Linked DNA regions of Capsicum annuum: region 2 is linked to region 1. The links are chromatin contacts, called in public Hi-C maps. All regions are on one chromosome and are shown on one strand. Each heading gives the region's core, a stretch centred on a gene start, on an enhancer-like site or on the middle of the called end of the contact. The rest is flanking DNA. Distances are from core to core; before and after follow the strand shown. Region 1 holds the start of LOC107873135 (calmodulin calcium-dependent NAD kinase). Region 2 holds the start of LOC107873137 (40S ribosomal protein S15-4).

The links. Hi-C and Micro-C count contacts between places; a contact is called where the count stands out from the background.
Region 2: a Hi-C map of placenta shows a contact between it and region 1, with 3 times the contacts expected there. The contact joins the promoter of LOC107873137 here to the promoter of LOC107873135 in region 1. A contact is called at or near these places in 3 of 5 Hi-C or Micro-C datasets (leaf and placenta).

Annotation. Positions count from the first base shown.
Region 1 is chr6:158,199,098-158,205,107 of UCD10Xv1.1, forward strand. LOC107873135 (calmodulin calcium-dependent NAD kinase) reads left to right here and starts at 1,823. Exons shown (of 9, transcript XM_016719873.1): 1 at 1,823-1,914; 2 at 2,091-2,282; 3 at 2,679-2,902; 4 at 3,027-3,085. The coding sequence starts at 1,902.
Region 2 is chr6:158,429,989-158,435,998 of UCD10Xv1.1, forward strand. It overlaps LOC107873137 (40S ribosomal protein S15-4), which reads left to right and starts at 2,643. Exons shown (of 4, transcript XM_016719876.2): 1 at 2,643-2,863; 2 at 2,957-3,105; 3 at 3,595-3,652. The coding sequence starts at 2,861.

The DNA of each region.
Region 1 (6,010 bases), core at 573-3,072:
TTTCTAAAAAATATATATTTTTTAGAAATAATCAGTTTTTTATTTTTATTTTTCAAATAATTTTATAATTATTTTTCATAATTTATATCCCCAATGCCATTTTTTATTTTCATTTTTTAAAAAGTTTTATAATTTTTTTAATAATTAATTTTATATTTTAAAAATATTTTTTTAATAATTTATTTCATTTTTTAAAAAAAATTTATAATTTTTTTAAATAATCAATTTTTTATTTTTATTTTTCAAATAATTTTATAATTATTTTTTCATGATTTATATCCTTTCCATTTTTTATTTTCATTTTTAAAATAATTAATAATTTTTCTTAATAATTAATTTTTTTTAAAAAGTTATTTTTTAATAATTTATTTCATTTTTGTAAAAAATTTATAATTTCTTTTAAATAATCATTTTTTTATTTTTTAAATAATTTTAGAATTATTTTTTAATAATTTCGTCAATGCCATTTGTATATACTTTTTTTAAATGAATTATAATTAATTTTTAATAATTATTGGATCCACAATGACATGTGTCAGCTTCCAATTAGCTCATTTTGCCACATCATCGCGTGTGTGCAACACGCACTTTGAGCTTTTTGCTGATAGGGCAAAAAAGGCCCAATTGGAACAAAATGTGGGGGATTTAGGGGCCTGATAGGAACAGACCTTAGTTTAGGTGTCTAAGTGAATTTTGATAACAAGTTTGAGTGTTTATCGATGACTTTGGTCTTTAAAGTACTGAAATGGATTTTTTGTTTTATGACGTTCTGATTATTGTATCTTTACTTAGAGCTTCTAATTTTAATTGCATAAATAACACTTTAAACTGCTTTAAAGTGACACAGACTATAAGCTATGTGATGCTTAATTTCTTGAAAAAATTGACCACGATTTAATCAAGTTAATTACATATTCACAAACTAATTACGGATGTTAGTTTGGATCCTCATGTATGCACCATGGAAATCCGCATGATTATTCTCAAAATTTGCGGACGGCAAATTTGGTAAAACTTATATGCTGATTAACAATTATCTTTTTAAAATTGATTGATATATTTTGACTTGACATATAATTTATTTTTTAATTTCAATTTTATACATGACATATTTAATAATATAAGATTAAAGATCATTTTAACATTTGATATATTTTTTATTTAAACCACAAGATTCAAAAACCTTTTTAACTTTTCTTAACTCTGTGCCAAAGTAAAATAGCCCAAACAAATTAAGACGGAGGATATTACTCCCTCCGTTTATTTTTACTTGTCACATTTTGACTAGATAAATTTATTAAAAAAATAACAATTGACATGTCTATTTTATCAAAGTAGCCCGATTAATTAATGTTTAATATTAAATATTTAAAATAATTTAAAAATAAATAATTAATATTAAGTGTAAAATATAAAAAAGATTTTTTTTTTTATAACATATTAAAATTACAAGTAAAAATAAAAATTCATTTAGAAATAAGTGATTGTTGAATAAAAATAAAGGTAAGGAAGAGAGTATGATTTCACATGTTTTAAGTACTCTTTTTTTACTCAATTATTAATTTCTGGTAGTTGGAACAAGAAACTCACATCTTCTTTCAGGTCCCCGCACCCTCAGGATATATATATATATATATATTAAAAAAAAAATAAAGAAACGCTGCACCCAACTATAACTTATTTTATTCAATCATCATTCGAATTGATGAGTTGACTCTTTAAAAAGGAGTCCTCCTTTTAATCTATATTTTCTTATTACCCCATTAACTTATTATCATCATTATAAGATCCCAAAAAATTGAGACTCCAACTGAAAAAAAAGGCAGAAACCAAATAAAGAAAATTCAACTCCTAGTTGAAAGACTCTTTCTTCTGTAGTGTACAACAACAACAAATCAAACATGCTGCTGAAATGTAACCCACTACTAAGTTCCTTCCTCTCCCCAAATATTCTTTAGTTTGAATTTGACCTTTTCTATTCAATTCTTTTTGTCAAAATAGCGTCGCACTTATTGTTTCTTTGTTGAACTGTATGCATATATAATTATAAGCACACTTGCTATATAAACTTCCTTTTACTTTTCCTGCAGATACGCAAGTGCATATATTGGGTGCAAGTCTTATTGGAATAATCTCTGCTCTAGCGATGCATCATCTTCGCAAAAATAAATCTCCTAAAGTTGATAATCACATGATAATAATAAATCAACTGTCTCCTATTTTGGATGCAACTGAATCTGGCCGTGCTGGTGGTAGACTCGAAAGATTTTCCCATTATGTTGGTGAGTTATTTATAAAATTGCGTAATCATTTTGAATTATATTTACAGCTTATTTGACTAAGCTTCTTAAGGCTGAAAATGTTTTCTTTTAAATTATGAGCTTATTTTAGAGAGTTACAGGTGTTTGGTTAATCTTTTTGAAAGTAGTTTATCTATAGAAGTTGAAAAAAAAATAATTTTTTTTTCTTCAACCATTTTTAGAATCTTAGTCAAGCACGAATTGTTGTTCTAATATTGATAAAAGTGTTTTTCATATCGATTATTAAACATAAACTGTTACTTCTGAAGGGAAAAAACACTTTTCAAAATAAGCAAATATAGGAAGTTTGGTTAAACAAGCTTAAGATTAATTTGTAATTTTTGTTTTGTTAATTAATTGGAATATTACGTGGTGTAGCAAGGCAACTGGGGTTTAAGGATGAAAGTGAGTGTCCTGGATTATGTGAGCTAGTACAAGAATACTTGAAGAGATCCAAAGGGTGTGATGATGGCATCTTTGAATACTTTGCAAATGAAGAAGATGCTGAATCTTTATATGTCAAATTGGAGAATGAATTAGAGAGGTGCATTCTTGCGTACTTTGCTTTCCATTGGAGTAAAGCTTCTATATTGATTAGCCAGGTAGGCATCTATATAAGTTTATCATTGATTTTCATTTGAAATCAAGAAGCAAGAAAACCAAAAAAAGACTATTTTTTTATAAGCCACAAACTTATAAGTTAAATATAACTTTTTGTTGTTGAAGGTGTTGAGTGTTGATTCTGAGCAGAAAAGACTAAAGGATTTGGTGCTGGCAGCTACAAGGTGATTGGTTTCATTGCCTTTAATTAAAACTGTTTTCTCCTCTTGTAAATGTGGGGAGTGGGGACGACATGCAAACCTACTACATCTAGACAGTCACTCACATTTATGACGGAATGGTCCAAATTTTTTCGCTCTTGCTTGCAAGTTTCAGCCAAGAATAAAATAATTCGGCCAGTAAATTTTTAAATACAACAATTTGTTGATAACAAACTCATTATAATTTTATAATTGAAGTTTTAAAAAAAAAATAGAATGTAGATAGATCTTAATTTCACCTTGGATGAAATTTTATATAAAAAAAGTTAGTTGTCATTAATCATGTCATGTCATCTCAAAATAAGTGAATCATATCATTATATGACATTATTGCATATTGAAAGTTAAGTGTGGATATTCTATTACTATAACATAATACTATCTCTAATTTTGTACTTACATATTATTTAAACGAAATAGGATATGGATATAATTATAGTGATAGTGATGGATAAGAAGCTGTGGTTTCAATGACTGGCGTAAAAGGACTTATTTTAATGATCAACCAAATTGCAGTATAATTAGTATTTTCCGTCAATTTTTGCAAAGGATATTATTTGTCAATACTATTCACATGGTGGTAGTTTGAAATTGAGGACCAAAAATTCTGTTTCACCTTATCTAGATGATCTCTTTGACTTTTACTAGTTGTATCCACAAAAGATATTGTAAAATCAAATTTCTATTTTATTTTGTGAGGTCAGCTTTGAGGGATGCTGGGAAGCTACAACAACAATAAATTCAGTGTATTCTCACAGCGTGGAATTTGGGGAGGGTAAGATATACGCAGTTCATATTGCTACCTCCGAAGAGGTAGAGAGGCTATTTCCAATAGACTCCCGGCTCAAGATAAAGGATAGTAAACAAGGTGATGGATGGGTAGTACCATACACTCACATACCAAAGACACCTATATACACTGTCTTATGATTACTATCCCGGCTACACAAGAACTCTCCTGACTGCTTGCTACAATCCACACACTAACACTAGTCTTTTACGCTTATCCTCGACCTCCACACCTTCCTATCTAGGATCATGTCCTCAGTAAGCTGAAGCTGCTCTATGTCATGTCTAATCACCTCCCTTCAGTATTTCTTCAGTCTACCTCTACTCCTCCTAAAGCCATCCAACGCTAATCTCTCACACCTACGAACCGGAACATCCACGCCCCCATGATGGGAGGCTAGAGATTCGGAAAAAAATCACAAATCAACACTTTCAATCTTAATAATTATAGCAGTTATTGTTTTGGAGTGCTATGAAGTTTCACTTACAAAAATTAAAATTTGAATATAATGATTATTTTTCAATTGTAAGACTGAAAAGTTTACTACTACCTGGCTAGATATTAGCATAGATAGGTCTAGATGTGTGGAAGAATCCAATTTTAAAAGTACAAGTCTGAAACAAATCAATTGAACCCCATTGTAACTTGAAATTTTTGCTATTTTCAAGCATGTGGGAAGTACAACTAGACAAAGATTTTAAATCTTTATTTGTGGAGGCAGCTGTTGGTAGGTGCGTACATCAGTCGGTTCGATTTTACATATTATCGATTTGATTTATTAATTTTTTATTTTTAAATATGCTAAATCAATAGTCAAATCAATAAGATATTTTTTATCGATTTTCGGTCTATGGATTTTTAGTCCTTAATGATTCAATTTTCGATTTAACCGATAAGAAAATACTCATAAAATAGAAATTGTAGTAATTAATTTGAAAAAAAAATCAAATCTTAGTTGCAACCAAAAATCCTACATAATGTATTTTAATTTACAGGAATCTTCAAGTTTGAACTAAATATTGTTAGGAGAAATTAAGAGTTTGTATAATTGAAACAATAATTTTGTTAATTTGTAGAAATTAAAGAGAAGTTGAGAATATATATATATATATATATATATATATATATATATATTCTTATTGGGTTATCAGTTTACCCAATAAGAAAATATCAAACCGAATCCATAACCCAATAAATTTTTTTAATAAAACCATTAAAAAATCATTAACCCAATAACAATAAACCAATAATATTTTTATTGATTCGATTTATCGGTCGGTTCGATTTTTGCACACCCTAACTGCCGGTCCCCTTCATGAAAATGAACTTTTAGAAAAAATATCTAAAAGGACCTCTTTGCAAAAAAGTCACTGTTGATCCTCTTGGCAATTGATTTTTCATGACATACAATAGTAAAAATAGTTGAACCATTTTAAATATATACTTACCTTCCTTCATAAATGGGCATACCTTTCTATAAAAATAATCATTTTATTATAACGATTAATTTTTTTTTTAAAATCAATTTTTAATGTTATGCCGTTAATACATGTCTTTTTTTTTTTTTTTTTGAGAAGTAATTTTTTTATTCACAAATCAAGCGAAACGTTTTGTACAACAGCCTTAAAACAAGATTGGTAAACCTCTCAACTAAACTCCTATCCTACTGCTCAGACAATCAACAATTAAGCACTTCTAAGGTATGCTTCAGGATCCTTCATACATATCTATCTAGATACTGCAATTTTCCTACAAGTTGCCTATTTCTGCCGCTTCTACAAAACACCTGAATAACAGTAGTGCTAATACTATATAAGCGACTATGTCGTTGAAATATTCTGAAGTTACGCTCCTTCCATATGTAATAAACCCCTGCAGCCAGACTCATCCTGTAAACGTGTCCTTTGACTGAGTTACTACGTGTATTCTCCATAGCCCAATGAATTTCATCAAACTAGCCTTGTGGTTGTTTCATTACTTCTTGCCAAGTTAACACTTTATTCCAGACTGCACCTAAAGCTGAACACTGAAAAATAGATGATTGATATTTTCCAACCATGCGTTACACATTGGACATGCCATGTTGTCGAGATCTTTCC
Region 2 (6,010 bases), core at 1,393-3,892, 230 kb after region 1:
TATTTTTGTCATCATTTTATTTTATTTTTTTATTTCTACTTTATTTTCTCTCTTCTATTTCTCTTCTTTATTTTCCTTTTTCCTTTTTTTATTTTTTGTTTTCTTTTTTTTTTCTTTTTCATATTTGAAGATAATTATCTCCATGATCTTCAAGATTTTAAAGTAAAACATCATTACTGTCTTTCACTCTCTTATATCTCTATCTTTTTTTCTTGTTAGTTTTTTTTCGTCTTATTTTTTATTATTTTATTTTTTTATTTTGATTTCTTTTTCTTTTTCATTTTTTTCTTTCCACTTTATTTTCTCTCTTCTATTTTTTTCCTTTTTCATTTTTTTTTCCTTTCTCGTATCTTTTTCTTTTCTTTTTCTATTTTCGTTTTCTTCTTCTTCTTTTTTTATTTCTTTTTATTTCTTTTTTCTTTTATTTTTACACTTCTATTTCTCTTTCTTTTTTTTTTTTTTTTTCACTTCTCTTCATATGTATTTACGAATGCATATCATATTCATATTAAACAGTAACAAACATAACTATACTATATATCTTCATATGTATTTGCGAAATACAAAGGTGACTCATATAAAATAAGAATATACATATGGATCTGGTATGTATACTGTAAATACATATGCAGAGCTATATGTATTTTATACGGTGTTGAATTTATCTTTGAACCGTACATACTATGTCATTTTAAAGGATAACATATGTACTTATTTGATTTTTTTACTGTTTAAGATATGTATCATATATTTTTTTTATTACCTATATGTATATGTATATAATTGTCATTTTTATTATAGAGATTTAGTTTCATATATGTTTATATATACATGTGAGTCAAATATGTATTTCTATAAATACATATACAGATAATATGCATATTTTTTATCGTAAATACATATGCAGACCTGTATGTCTATTTATTTTGTATAATTTTTGAATATGTATGTATGATATAGACATTTATCTTTTAAAGATAAAAGATAGAGATGGAAGACTAAAAAAAAAAAAAAAAAAAAAATAGAAAAAGAAAAAGAAAAAAAATAAAAAAAAAGAAGTGAAAAAGGAAAAAAGAAGAAAGAGAAATAGAAACTAGAAATAGAAGTGTAAAAACAAAAGCGAAAAAAAGATGAAGAAAACGAAAAAAAAATGGGAAAAGAAAAAAAAGAAAAGAAAAAAGAAAAAAAGAAATAAATAAATAAAAAAAGAAAAAGGAATAAAAAAAAGAAGTAGAAGAGAGAAAATAAATTGGAAAGAAAAAAATGAAAAAGAAAAAGAGATCATAGAAATAATAATCTTCATATTTGGGTTTGATTTATGAGAATTTAATTAGATGAGATAATTATTCCTTATTTAACTCAACTAATTTGAGTAAAACAGGTGCAGTAAATCTTGTTGTATATGTATTTGTATAGCAACAGTTTACTTAAATATAAAATACAATTTGTTATTTTTCGTAATTATGAAACTGTTGCTATAAAAGTTTCAATAAAGACTCCATAGTTGCTATTTCTGCAATTTTCCCGCTCCAAAATCAAGTATTTGTGCACTCGGGCCAATCTTGAGTCCAATATTCTGGGCTGACTAATTTCAGGTTATACCCAAGGAGAAAGGACAAAAATAACACTTCATTCTAAAATAATTTCACCATAATAGCCACCCAAAACTAATTACCTATAATTAGCCACTAAAATAATTCCTACTTTTAGCCATTGCAGTACTACACAAATCCAGTGCATGGATATGTATTTTTCTCCAAAAAGGATGGATGTTATGCGTTGGAGACATAAGTTATGCTGTGAGACCCACCAAAAGGGATCCAGATTCAACAATGAATGATGATTCTACGAGTCTACACCTTTTGGATCTCTGACCCGTGTTCCCCGTCAAATCTATTCATGCTTCATGTTTCATAACTCTTGTTCTTCATGTTACTGCTTTTTAGCTAAGTTGCTCGGACTCTTCAAAAATATTACGCATCTGTGTCTGATTCTTCAAAAATATATTATTTGGGGAGAATTCGACATGCATATGTAGACATCATGAGATATGCATTAGATATATATTTGTTTTGTTTAGTTTTACTTATTTATACAATAAAATACAATATCATATACTTTTAATATAATAAAATTGTTAAAGATATATATTTATATATAATAACGATACAGTTTCTAATATATATATATATATATATATATATATATTCTATATAATAATTATAGCATTTTTATACACTTTCTATACAATTTTTAACTATAATTATTATTTAGATACATATTTTATACGACTCGATATAATTTCTACATGCATTCTAAAAATGTATCAATCTAGTATAAGAAAGTATCAATTGAGTATATGGACACTGCAAGTGTAATATAAAGGTGTATTAATATGATATAAAAGAATATCAATTGGGTATAGGGACTGCATGTGCTTGTATAGAATTTCCTTTCTCTTTGTTAAAAAGTGTATTAATATAGTATAAAGGTGTATCAATGTGATATAAAAGTGTATCAATTGAGTATAGAGATTGCATTGATCAATTGGATCAAATAACTAAAAAAGAGGAAATAGTTTAACCGACTAGACAACCTATGTCCACCTTTTCAAATGTGGCCATTTTTTTTAAAACGTGGACGGTCCATGTCCTTTACCCATGATTACACACTAGGTCAATCAAAAAGCCCTTCTAACCCCCCCCCCCCCCACCCCGGAAGCCCAAGCCCCCCAACCAAAATCTCTCATCCCTGTTAAGATAATTAGTCTCCTCTCCCTGACGGCCCAAAACCCTAGCCCCATTTCTGAGACTGAGAGAGTTTCCCAGACTGCTAGGTTGACGATTCCATCTCCACAATCATGGTAACTAACTCCTTTTCAAACATTCACATTTTCCTGCTTCAATTCAGATGCCTTTGCGTCTGTCTCCTGACTGTTGTTTGTTTGATTATACAGGCGGATGTTGAAACCGATGTGACAACAGCAGGACAGCCCAAAAAGAGGACGTTCAAGAAGTTTAGCTACAGAGGTGTCGATCTCGATGCTCTCCTCGACATGTCCACTGACGAACTCGTCAAGCTCTTCAATGCTCGTCCCCGCAGAAGGTGAATTTTTACTAACATTTTCATATTTACATGAATATTTAGTGTTACCCCAAACCTAGCTATTTGATTACAAAAATGATTTGTTGTATACATCATGTATTGTATTGTGTTGTGTTAATGAATACAATGTTTTAATTGTATATTTTTTCGTTGTCACATAATGGCACGATTTGAGCTACCATAAAAGGGTCGTATAAATGATAATATAAGATTATTAAATAATAAGATAAAGACAAATTGAGACCAAAAAAGAGGTAACAAGCCGATCATACCAAATAGTAGTTACATAAAATGAGACTTTTCATTGTTATGTACCCAAACAGGCTATTAAAGATAGAGGGAGTACAACTCTATTATTGATGTAGCTTTATGTTACTGTATAGTCAGATTATGTTTTGTTGATTTGTATTAACTTTCGTTCTGTAGTTTCCCCCAATGTGTGGGGATATTTTTTGATGCGTCTTGTTAAGCGGTTTTTATTTGTTGTAGGTTCCAGAGAGGTTTGAAGAGGAAGCCAATGGCCTTGATCAAGAAGCTGCGCAAGGCGGTAGGCATATTGTTGAAATTTACTTTAGTTATTGCAGTAATGTTTAGCTAAATAAGTGCCTACTTATTAGAATGATTTACATTTTAAATATCTATTAGGATGTTTTAGTTTGTTGAGATATTTTAGGTTTTTGAATTTTGAATTTATGCAATTTTTTTTTGTAAGTTGGCTATTGAAAGCCCTTCTATGTTTAATAAAATTATTGAGAGACACATTGTAGTCAACACTTTCAATGTAGCCCCATCTTTTAAAAAAATTAACAGTGGTATCATAGTCTCATTGATCTTACAGGATCTATGCGTTCATCTAAAGAACTACTTTCAAATCATTTTAACCCGTGAAGGATATTGTCAAACCATTTTATCCCGCCAGGGCTATTTTCAACCCTTTTTTAACACGTAAGAGCTATTTTCAACCCATTTTTAACCTGTGCTTATTTTCAAAGAGTTAGCGATTTTCTACCAACATCAATTTTGACCTACTTTTCAACCATAACAAGCAAGAGTCTCTCTTTCAATGCTCCAACAATTTTCACCTATCAATAATATCAAATTTGGTCTGTGAAAATGAAATCACATTTTTGAAAGCTAATTTTATGGGATTTTGTGATGGAAGAAAAATCCTTACACCAACTTTTTGCAAATCCTATATTTGTCTAGATTGAAACACTTTTAGAAGAGCTTCTCGACAAGGCAGTGTCATTCGCCTTTTTAAGCACAAAACTACAAGAAGAAAAAGAAAGAAGAAAAGAAAGATCAATATAAAAAATGTGCAAGTTAAAAAAAATCAAAAGAATTCAGCACTAGTGTAAAAATTTAGGATTTTTTTAAATTGCAATAACTAAAGCAAAGGAGTGTTGAAATTTTTCTTTAGTTATTGCAGTAATTTTTAGCCTAATAAGTTTCCCAGTTTTAGGATGATTTGAATTTTTAATTACTGTTAGGTTGTCTTAGTTTGTTGAGATATTTTAGGTTTTTTAATTTTGAATTTATGCAGATTTTTTTGTTGTAGGTTGGCCATTTAAAGCCCTTCCATGCTTGATGAATCATTGAGAGACATTTCAATCTCTCCATCTTCTTAAAAAAATCGACACACATAAACTATCAGTCCCTTTGAGTGGAACTTATTTTCATGTTACATTTAGTGACCAACTTTTACTTGTTTTATGATAGATTACTGCTTAAGTAGTTTCTCTATACCGTTCTTGGCGATGGGATATTTTGGAATGCTACATCATACAACTTGATAAAGCTTAAGATAGTCATTCAGCTGTACATAAATGTATCTAGCTTTCTTTTGAGGATCTGTGATAGCAAAGGCAATCCTTTGCATGGTTGCTTTGCATTGATAAGACAGATGGACTTCATGAGGAGAGGAGTACTTATAGTCCAAGTAATATTGGATGGATTATGCATAGTCTTCCATTTCTTTCAAGTGTTTTGATTTTTTTTCAGCCATCAGCCTAATCCACAATGTATGATCATCTTTGTGACAACCATATTTTGAAACCTTCTACTATTGAAGGTATAGGGTGGAGGAGGTAGTGGTGGACTAGTTGTACTTGTTGGAATGTAAAAAATTTCTTTTCTTCTGGCTGACATTTTGACTGATTTGGCACCTTTCCCACATAAATTGAAGGATAATTATTTAAATGAGTGTCATTACAAAGGGACTAAAGTTCAAGACAATCCAAATATATTTGATTCTGGCTGACGTTTCTTTTGCAGACTCTCTGGGTTTCCTTTATATTTAAGTGAACCTTAGTCCTTTTTTGGTACTTCCTCAGCTCTCTTGGTGCAAATCAGTGGAACTTTTACATATTTAGTAGAATCTCAAATATAGGCACATGATAACTGGGAAAAGATCCCAAAAAGAAATTGGCTGACTTGTAAAATGTCTTTAGTGTTACCTCCCGATGGTAGAGTCTGGAAAAACACTTGAACATATGCACGAAAAGTCTGTTTAGAACATATATTAGAAAAGACTTCTGCTTGGTTTTGTGATTTGAAACTCGATTTTACTTTGGTATGCACAGTTGATAGCTGTATCTAGATGATGCTTGGTTTTAGATAACAATTGTCCCATTTTGATGCAAAATCTGTACTTAATGGATTTTGGTCGAGTGAAAAATCATTTTTGTTTCCTGTTCTTGGTTGCATTACTCTGAGCTTCAGATGTGTCCAACAGAACCTTAATAAGTTGCTCCTTTCGGCTCACTCTGCCTTTCAAATTTTAATGGCGGAGGCTGAAATGTGTTCCAAAGGAGTGACTTGCGGATAGCATGACAAGGTTGTCAAGTAATTTCCTTGGCTGGCACTTCTTCTGAAAATTTGCTCTGGGCTGGTAGTTCAGGGAGAT